Linked DNA regions of Mus musculus: region 2 is linked to region 1. Evidence: chromatin contacts called from public Hi-C data. All regions are on one chromosome and are shown on one strand. The core of a region is the stretch at or near the end of the contact, and the rest is flanking DNA. Distances in the headings are between cores, read along the strand shown.

Region 1 (4,569 bases), core at 1,174-3,673:
AACACCAGACCCCACCCTTTTTTGTTTATGATTAAATAATATAATGTATATAAATTTGGACTTACTCTATCCCTTGGCATGTAGAGACTCATTAAATAGTAGTTGTTTTGTTCATGCTTCTCTTGCATTAATCTCCAGAAGGCATGGGCAGGATTTCTATGCATTCACTGCTGTCTGTAACCAATGGATTCTTGCTTCAAAATTAAGAACAAGGCTCCTTGTCCAATCCACAGAACACACAAAAAAATTAAAAATCATATTTATTTATCTAGTTTGTAAGGAGGGACATGTCACTGTGTGTGTATGTGTGTATGTATATGTTGGTCAAAGGACAACTTACCGGTGAAAGTTTTTTTCCTTCCACCCTGTGAATCCAAGAGCTTGAACGGAAAACGGGTACTTTGTCCAGTGAGGCATCTCCCTAGCACAGAACACAGAGAAAAAGGATCCATTCCCTGAGTTCCTCTAAGAATGGTAATTTAATTCCATTCTTTCCCTAGGAGAGATGTAAACTCATTATATAAAAGGTTGTCTCATGGCAACTGAAAACAATAGTATAGTCTCATATTCTGGCTCATCTGGCAAGATAGAACTGAAGTTTTTAAAGCAGGAACAAAGTTTTCATGAGAAATAAGATCATCTTGGTATAAAATAAGATCACTGGTATAAAATAAAAGAGATTTTATCTTTATAGATTTCCTGACTGTGTTTCATATCTAAAGGGAAGAAACAATTTTACACTGGAAATATCACTGAACTGGAGGTCAGATCGGCTCACTAACTTACCCTGGGTTAACTTGGGGCGGTCCTTATCCACAAAGAGCTTCTGATTCCTGGATGAGAATAAAACCTGTTGTGTTGATTTCAGGTATTCTCACAGTCTTAAATGACAAGCCATTTTTGCTTTGCTGTCACACAACCTTAAAACCAGGTGATCTTACCGAGCATACTCTAATGGCTCGATGGACTCATGGTAAGGACACTTATTTAAATATATAAACTTCCTGTTTTTATATTTAAATATATAAACTTCCTGTATTCTTTTTGCACGTTTTGTTGCTATGTTTCTGGATTTTCCTTCATGTGTGCATGTGCTATTTAAAGGCTTAGTTTTGTGATGCCAGATACTATAACTGTTCTTTAAAAACAGAATGTTAACACGTCAAGGCATACATCAAATCATCCAGGCTATTTCCAAGCTCCAAGACAGCAAGGTATTTTTCAGATACCCAGAGAGTTTTATACTGCTCATGACAGAATTAGCTTTGGATTTATCAGTCTGGCTGGGTTAGAGGCATAAAAATAAGTTTGTCTTTCTCTTCCCTCCTTCTCTTTACCCTTACTTTTTTTTTTAACTTGTTCATTATTTGTTCTTTTGTTTCTCTTCTGGATGTGTACTAGGTGTAGAATTGAGTCTCTATTAGTTCTAAATCCCTATCGGTGGGTTCATTGATGGAAAAAAAAAGTTGCAGGACCTAAAACTGCATCCAAAACCTTCTCACCTCTGACCTGAGTTAGACTTCATAAGACCTGACCTTCATTTCCAGTCAAACAATCCTGCTCTTGGTACTCTCTACACAGGCATCGGTCTCCACTTCTCTTCCCTTTCCTCTCACATCACATAAAAAGGGGGAAAAAAGCAAAAAATAAAAAATAAAAACACAAAAACGAAAAAGTTCCCTAAAACAAACAAAACCAAAATCCATCTGTCACCCAAAAGCTATGTCCAATTGACAGCTGCTCTGAAAAGGAAAAAAAAAAAAAAACTATTTTTTTTTTCTAACAGATCCTCACTGGGTTAACAAACCAAGCTCAGGCCCCATGCCCAGCAGTAGACGGCCAACACAAAATGAACTCAACGGTATTTTGGGAGGTAATTTTTCTCATAATATTTTGTTTCGGAATTTTCCCTTCCTTTCTCTCTCTCTCTCTCTCTCTCTCTCTCTCTCTCTCTCTCTCTCTTTCTACAAACCTTTTGCTTCATATTACAGATCATGCTTGGGTGTTTATGGGATTTCTGTATGTTCAAATGTGTGCCCCTGTGTCTGTATGTGTTTCTAGTGTCTTTTCTTTGGCTTTTTTTCTTCTTCTTATGTTCATTTGTTTTGCCCTACTTGGGTTTGTTTATTTTTATTATTTATTTATTTATTATTTTATTATTCTTATTATTTCTTCTTTTTTTTTTTAAAAAAGACATCTGTTTTCTATTTAGAGAAGCAAGAAAGGGTGTGGATTTGGGTAGGTGGGGAAGAGCTGGGAAAAGTTGGGTGAGGAGCACTGTACTCAATATATTGTATTAAAAAGAATCTATTTTCAATGAAAAGAGAAGGGTTGTTTCCACGCAGGTAGAGGCTGTCCGTTTTACTGTTCACCCCTACTGGGTATGGGCTCCCTGCCCAGTTTCCCTGGTTACTGTCATTAGAAACAGCAAAGTCATGGCTGAGCAGCACTGCACTGCTGCTCTGCAGAAGCAGAGCCCAGCAGCACTAACAGGCATGCCACAGTTTGTTTGCCAGGCTTGGTTTCTCAGTTCCTGTAAGAGTTAGTATCCATGGGCCAATTGATGATTGGCCATTCTTTCACTCTCTGCTCCACCTTTATCTCTGCACATTTTGTAGGCAGGGAAAACTTTGGATCAAAGGTTTTGTGGGTGGGTTGGGTGGGTGTTCCCCTCCCTCCTCTGAAAGTTCTGCTTGGCAACAGAAGGTGACCACTTCAGGTTCCATTTCCTAAGCTGGTACCAGTCTCAGCTGTCCCAACTTGAGACCCACCCCAGGGGAGAGAACCAACCCCTGATATTATTAGTGATATTCTGCTGTGCTTACAGAAACAAGCCTAGCACAACTGTCATCTGAGAGGATTCATTCAGCAGCTGACTGAAACAGATGCAGAGACCCACATCCAGATATTAGACAGAACTCAGGGAGTCTTGTAGAAGAGTTAAGGGAGTCACTGAGGGAGCTGGAGGGGTCAAGGACACCACAAGAAGACCTACAGAGCCAACTAACCTGGACCCATGGGGCCTCACAGAGACTGGACCACCAACCAAAGAGCATTCAGTGGCTGGACCTAGGCCCACACATATGTAGCAGATGTGAAGCTTGATCTTCATGAGGGTCCCCCCAAAACTGAAGTGAGGGTTTACCATGACTTGGCTGCCTGCCTGTGGATTCTGTTCCCATAACTGGGCTGTCTTGTCTTGCCTCAGTGGGGAGGATGCTCTTACTCCTGATGAGACTTGATGTGCCAAGGGAGGTTGGTACCCAGTGGGGGTGTGGTTCCCCTTCTCTGAGTAGAAGGGGAGGGAAATATGGGGAAGGCAATGAGAGGGTTGGACTGGCAGGGGAGGAGGAAAGGAGGATGCAATCAGGATATAAAGTGAATAAATAAATTAATGAAAAAAAAAGTTGGTATTGTGATCCAACAACTTCAAAAGTGCGGCTGCTAGCAAGGAGACTTTCAAAATTAGCAAATAATTCTGCTGGTTACTTGTCACTGCCCACTTGTTTAAGGATTTCTCTCTATTAGACCAACCTGTGAGAATATTATCAGAATATTTTATATTCTAATACATACTATATATATGACATATATCCTGATAATTATCAGAATAACCTATCAGTGCTCCTCTTATCAGTCTTTACTTTATGCAAATTGGGCCCTGTACAGAAATTTGTGAAGATGAATTCTGAAAGAAATATAATCATTTTGGGAGGTGTCTTAAAATAGGTCCTGGAATTTGAACATTTCTATATTTTTGATGTGGTTTTAATTATTAAGAATGGGATGAACTTCATAGTGAACTACCCATTTTTTTTCTTGTCCTCCAGACAAGGAATGGTGAGTCACAGATACCTTATCATGCCAAATGGTTAGGACATCTTCTGTAGAAGTATATACATAAGGTCAAGCTATATAAAGTTGCTGGTATTTATCCATCTTGTTTCTGAGGATGACAGTTCTTTGTTAAGAACTACCTAGGCTTGATAAAGCTGTCTTCTGAGAGGCTCTGCCAGTGCCTGACAAATACAGAAGTGGATGCTCACAGCCATACATTGAACAGAGCACAGGGTCACCAATGAAGGAGCTAGAGAAAGGACCCAAGGAGCTGAAGGGGTTTGCAGTCCCATAGGAGGAACAACAATATGAACTAACCAGTACCCCCCCACACCCCCAGAGTTCCCTGGGACTAAACTACCAATCAAAGAAAACACAAGGTGGGACTTGTGTCTCTAGCTGCATATGTAGAAAAGGATGGCCTAGTCAGTCATCAATGGGAAGAGAGGCGCCTAGTCTCGTGAAGGTTCTATGCCCCACTATAGGGGAATTCCAGGGCCAGGAAGCAGGAGTGGAGTGGATGGGTTGGTGAGCAGGGGGAGGGGGGAGGGGATGGAGATTTTTCAGAGGTGAAACTAGGAAAGGGAAACTAGAAAAATTTGAAATGTAAATACAGAAAATATCTAATAAAAATTATATATATATATATATATATATATATATATATATATATATATATATACCTAGGCTTGAAGTTGTCAAAGCTGCAGGCTCTTCCCAAGGTTCCATTCC
Region 2 (4,569 bases), core at 972-3,471, 450 kb before region 1:
GCCCTTTTTGTCATTTTTCACAAGGTTGCCACATTTTCCAAACAAATTCTTTTTCTCTTACTGAACATTAAAAGTAGTATTTGTGAGACTTAATGATGGAACATCAAGGCTTACCTGTAACTAATTTAGAATTCCTGGGTGTAAACTAAGACATAGTATTCAATGAGTATTTAATACACAGACTTTGGCTAGACTTCTTTCAATTAGAAGTTATTAGTTGCACAATTTCCATTTTCAGGTTATCTGTGCACTTGCAGATAGTATCAGATAAGGGTGGAGCCCAGGCATTGGTACCTAGGGAATTTCACAAAGTTCTTTTATAATCATTTATTGCCTACTGTGCCCTTAATGATCTTACTCAGGATCCCATTAGGTTAGCTGTGAATTTACTAATTGGTCCCCTGATAGTAGCCAGAGGGTGTCAAACCCTTTTGCTCCATCCCATAATGGTCATGCCAGGGACAAGACAGAAGTTGCTGGTTTCAACCCTGTTTCCTTTCTAAGGATAAGGCACACTGCTTTCTACAGTACAACAGGAATCTCTCACTTTGGAATGTACCCATGACCTACTTTTAAAAGTAATTTAAAGATGTTGCCAAACTCAGTCAAAGATTAGACTACCCACTAGCTATTCTGAAGTATTAGAGTGACATTAATGCTATCTGCTACATCAACAGCTTTAATACATTTTGAACAGGGTTTTCTCCTACCTCTGTTGATTCTTAGACTAGATGAAACGTGTCTAGTGTCTGGACTCAAAGCAGTTGTACAAACAAACTCATGCAAGTTGTTTCTGTACATATACAACAAATGTTTGTTTGGATATAATGTATCTCCTTGAAGAATACTTGGTTGTAACCTTCATCTCTAGCTAGTAAACCAATAACTGAGAAGTGGCTGGATTATGAGAACTCTGATTTTATCTGTAAAGAAAATACCTTCTGTATTGTATGGATGCATCATCTGTCAATTAAAAACCTTTGACTTATGGCTTAGGCAAGAAATAGAGGTGGGACATCCAGGAGAAGGAAGAATTCTGTGATAGAGGAAGGCAGGGATATTGGGCCAGAAGATGCAATGAGATGGAGGCATGGTACCTGAGCAAAGTAACCAGCCATATGACAGAATGTAGATTTAAACAAACGGGTTATCTTAAGTTATGAATCTAGTAAGAGAAGAGCCTAGCTATATGGCTAAGGTATCTATAAATATATTTTGAGTCTGAATTTTTTTCTGGGAGCATGAAGCTGGGAAGAAAAACTGGGCCTAACTTTAGCATTGTCTGTGGTTTTATAATTTGATGCCAGTATTGAGAAGTAGTGGAGATATTAGGAAATAGCTACTGGGGTTATTCACTGAGAAGATATACTTTGTCCCAGGCCTTCCACATTGGTCCCTTTTCTACGGTGTTGCATCCTCTCCCACATGTACCCATTGCCAGTAGAACATAGATTAAAACTCCTGAAGCATGAACCAAAATAAATCATTCCTTTTTCGAATTATTTCTGTCTCAATGGTAATGGTTGACAAATCAGGGCTGGAAAGATGGGTCAGTTATTAAGAGTGCTGGATACTCTCATACATGGTACCTCACAAAGATTTGTAGCTATATTTTTAGGGGCTCTCACATCCTCTTCTGACCTTCATTAGCACTGTATAAATGTAGTAGTATACAAACATACATGAGGGTAAGGCATTCATACACATAAAATTAAAATAAAATAAAATATTTTTTAAAATAGCTGACAAACCTAAAAGGTAATTAGATTTGCTGACCTTGTATTTATATTCATAATTCCTCAGATGAGAATCCTAAGAAACTTTCCCTTGTTGAAATGAATCTAGTGCTTGTGGTTCATGTATAAATACTTGACCTAATAAAATATTTCTGGAGTTTTGGAATCCTCAGTTTGCACCATTTAACAGTCTTTTGGATTGTGACCTGGAGGAGTTCTGCTTCTGCCAAGGACTCATTCCTAATTACTCCAGCAAGACTGTGCTGCCTTGACTTTAATTGGTTCAGTGTGTTTCTGAGTGATTGATCTCATCTATTCTATTTGTGCTGGTGTCTTTAATATCAATCCGTCTGCATTTTCTAGAGCTGTTCACCTACAGCTGTAGCTTTGTTTAGTAGAAATTCTGTAGCTGCAGATATTGTGCAGAGTGCTTCTGCCCTGGGAAGATAGGCTGAAGGACCCCGGAAAGATAGGCTGAGGGCTCTGGAACGATAGGCTGAAGAGCCACCACAACCGATAGCTTAATCTAGGCACCAATGAGCCTGTGTGTGATACAGGATCTGCTGCTTCATTGTCTGATTGGGCTAAGTAAATGGATAAGACTCAATTCATCACAAGAAAGTGGAGGTGACAATAGTACTTATGTCATGGGGTAAAGCATTAAATGACTTAACGTACGCAAAAGCTCTTAGAACAACTGAGTAGTATTGGTGAAATAGATACCATTGCCAAAGCTTGTCCTAAGATTCTGAGCAAATTGATTTGGAGTGGGGCTTAGGCATCGATGTTTTATAAAAACTCTAACATGGTTTTCCTGTGCAGTTAGGATTGAGTCACTAGACTATGTGAGTTTCAAAGTCTAGGCTAATAGATACTATCATGGATTTATATACTTACGTCTTATCTCTTCACTTTGTTCAATTTAGAGCTGTTTGTGTTATTAACTTCTGTTTGGAAAGCATCCTAGGAAGGCAAGACACATTAACAACAAATGCACACTAGCTATACTTTATAATGGTAGATTCTTCATTACTCTTTCTTAATGCACACACACATACACATATGATTGGGTTGGTGAGTACATGTGTATATACACGTATGTTGATGCTGGAGGATAACCTTGAGTATCATAAGAGATTCATCTTATTCATGTCCTTTGTGTCAGGGTCTCCTATTAGCCAGTTCTCAAAAGTTAGGCTAGTATTGTGTGATAAAACATTTCCTTCGGAGACAAAACACACACATCTACTCACTCCAGACAGGGATCCCATGACAGTCTAAAGTACTTATTACACAAAAGTCCAACACAGTGAATCAATGTGTCTTATTGGGATTATTTACAGGAACACAAATAATTCAAAGACAGCTGCATCACCAAAGCCCACAAAGCTGGGAACCTTGGAGCACTCTGCACAGCTTGCAGGTAGGTCAATAAGTTGGAGAGTGTCCTATCCAGGCACCCCTGCTGGTCTAAACCTCTTCCACACAGCTGGTAGTTTCTGCCTCTTCCACAAAGCAGGTGTGGTCTCAGAGTCCTCTTTGAAGCTCAGCTTCCTTCTGTCTTAAGGGAGACTCTCAGCTTTTATTTTTTACTCTGGTAGAAAGGGGCCCAGCAAATCTGGTCAAGTTCAAGGATGTTTCAAAGCTTCTCTGGAAGCTTCCCTGTAGGATGGAATGTTTTCATCTTAGAAGAAACTTACGCCACAGCTAGATTGGCTGCCCAGTGAACGTCCCTGGATCCTTATGCCTCTGTTTCCTAAGCACTGATTTTATAGACATTCTTTCATGTGGGATCTGGTAGGACTCACATCCATGTGCTTTCCTGGTAAAGTACTCACTGAGACATCCTCCCAGCCCAGATCATATTCTCTCTCTCTTTCTCTCCCCCCCCCCCCCTTCCTCCTCAGCCTCCCTCAGCCTTGAAGCAGGTGATTCAGACTTTGCTGCCACTGAATAAGAGATCACCTGGGGTGTAGCCTTCCTACTTAGATGGCTATATTGTTATGTCAACTACTGCTCCCCTTCTCTGAGACTCTGCTACCTGCTGAGAGACCCTTGAGACTTTCCGGAGACGCATCCTATTCTGCACGTCTACAGGCTGGTTCCAGGCACTAAGAATGGATTGGCAGGGGATGGGCCTCCCCTCTTTATAAGCAAGACTCTTAGTAAACTTTGGGGCCTTGATCAGAGAAAAATTTGTCTAGTTTCTTTCAGCCCCAGCCTGCCCTTCAGGAGTACCGGTTCATGTAAGCTGCGGGCTCTCTCTCTCTCTCTCTCTCTCTCTCTCTCTCTCTCTCTCTCTCTCTCTCTCTCTCTCCCCCTCCCTCCCTCCCTCCCTCCCTCCCTCCTCCTTCTCTCTCTCCTCCTTGTCCTCTTCCTCCTCCTCCTCTTCCTTTTCCTGTTTTTCTTAAGTCATGGTCTCACTTTGTAGCCCTGGCTAATTAACAGAGATCTGCCTACCTCTACCTCCTGAGTGCTGGCTGCAAAGGTGTGCACCACCATAGCTGGCCCCAGCCCAGATTCTTAATGATTTTAATTCAAGCAGATTTTCAAGCCTAAAGCATGATAAGTGTTCTTTAGCTATTTTAGCTCACTGACCAATAGCATCATATGGAAATTCATAGCCTCACAATAAATATGACTTGGTTGTTAAATTCAGGGTATACACACTCATGTAGAACAGTCAAACATATTCATTGCATATTTGATGCCTGGTGAGTTATAATGAGTTGGACTACCAGGCCATTACTTAATTATGCTCTTGAATGAATTAACACTTCTCAAATGTGAGAAAAGCATACCTAGCTTTATCACTTCTTTCAGTGAATTGGTT

What was found. Hi-C and Micro-C count contacts between places; a contact is called where the count stands out from the background.
Region 2: a contact with region 1 is called in a Hi-C map of the G1E-ER4 cell line, with 2.4 times the contacts expected there. The contact joins two enhancer-like sites. A contact is called at or near these places in 6 of 39 promoter capture datasets (the C10 cell line, the HPC-7 cell line, cranial neural crest and 3 more), 3 of 484 Hi-C or Micro-C datasets (B cells, the G1E-ER4 cell line and bone marrow-derived macrophages) and 2 of 115 datasets of contacts at active chromatin or transcription factors (both in embryonic stem cells).

Annotation. Positions count from the first base shown.
Region 1 is chr13:75,234,480-75,239,048 of GRCm38.p6, reverse strand. No RefSeq gene overlaps it. Among named protein-coding and RNA genes, the nearest start is that of Pcsk1, 150 kb to the right of the region's middle. Within about 2 kb of position 2,423, at least 20 of the 459 cell types and tissues checked have an H3K27ac peak or open chromatin away from gene starts, as enhancers often do. A contact at or near this core is called in the G1E-ER4 cell line, where this site is marked.
Region 2 is chr13:75,684,828-75,689,396 of GRCm38.p6, reverse strand. 1700037F03Rik (a long non-coding RNA gene) reads left to right here. Exons shown (of 3, transcript XR_873683.1): 2 at 3,080-3,159. Among named protein-coding and RNA genes, the nearest start is that of Gm23012, 4.8 kb to the left of the region's middle. Within about 2 kb of position 2,221, at least 14 of the 459 cell types and tissues checked have an H3K27ac peak or open chromatin away from gene starts, as enhancers often do. A contact at or near this core is called in the G1E-ER4 cell line, where this site is marked.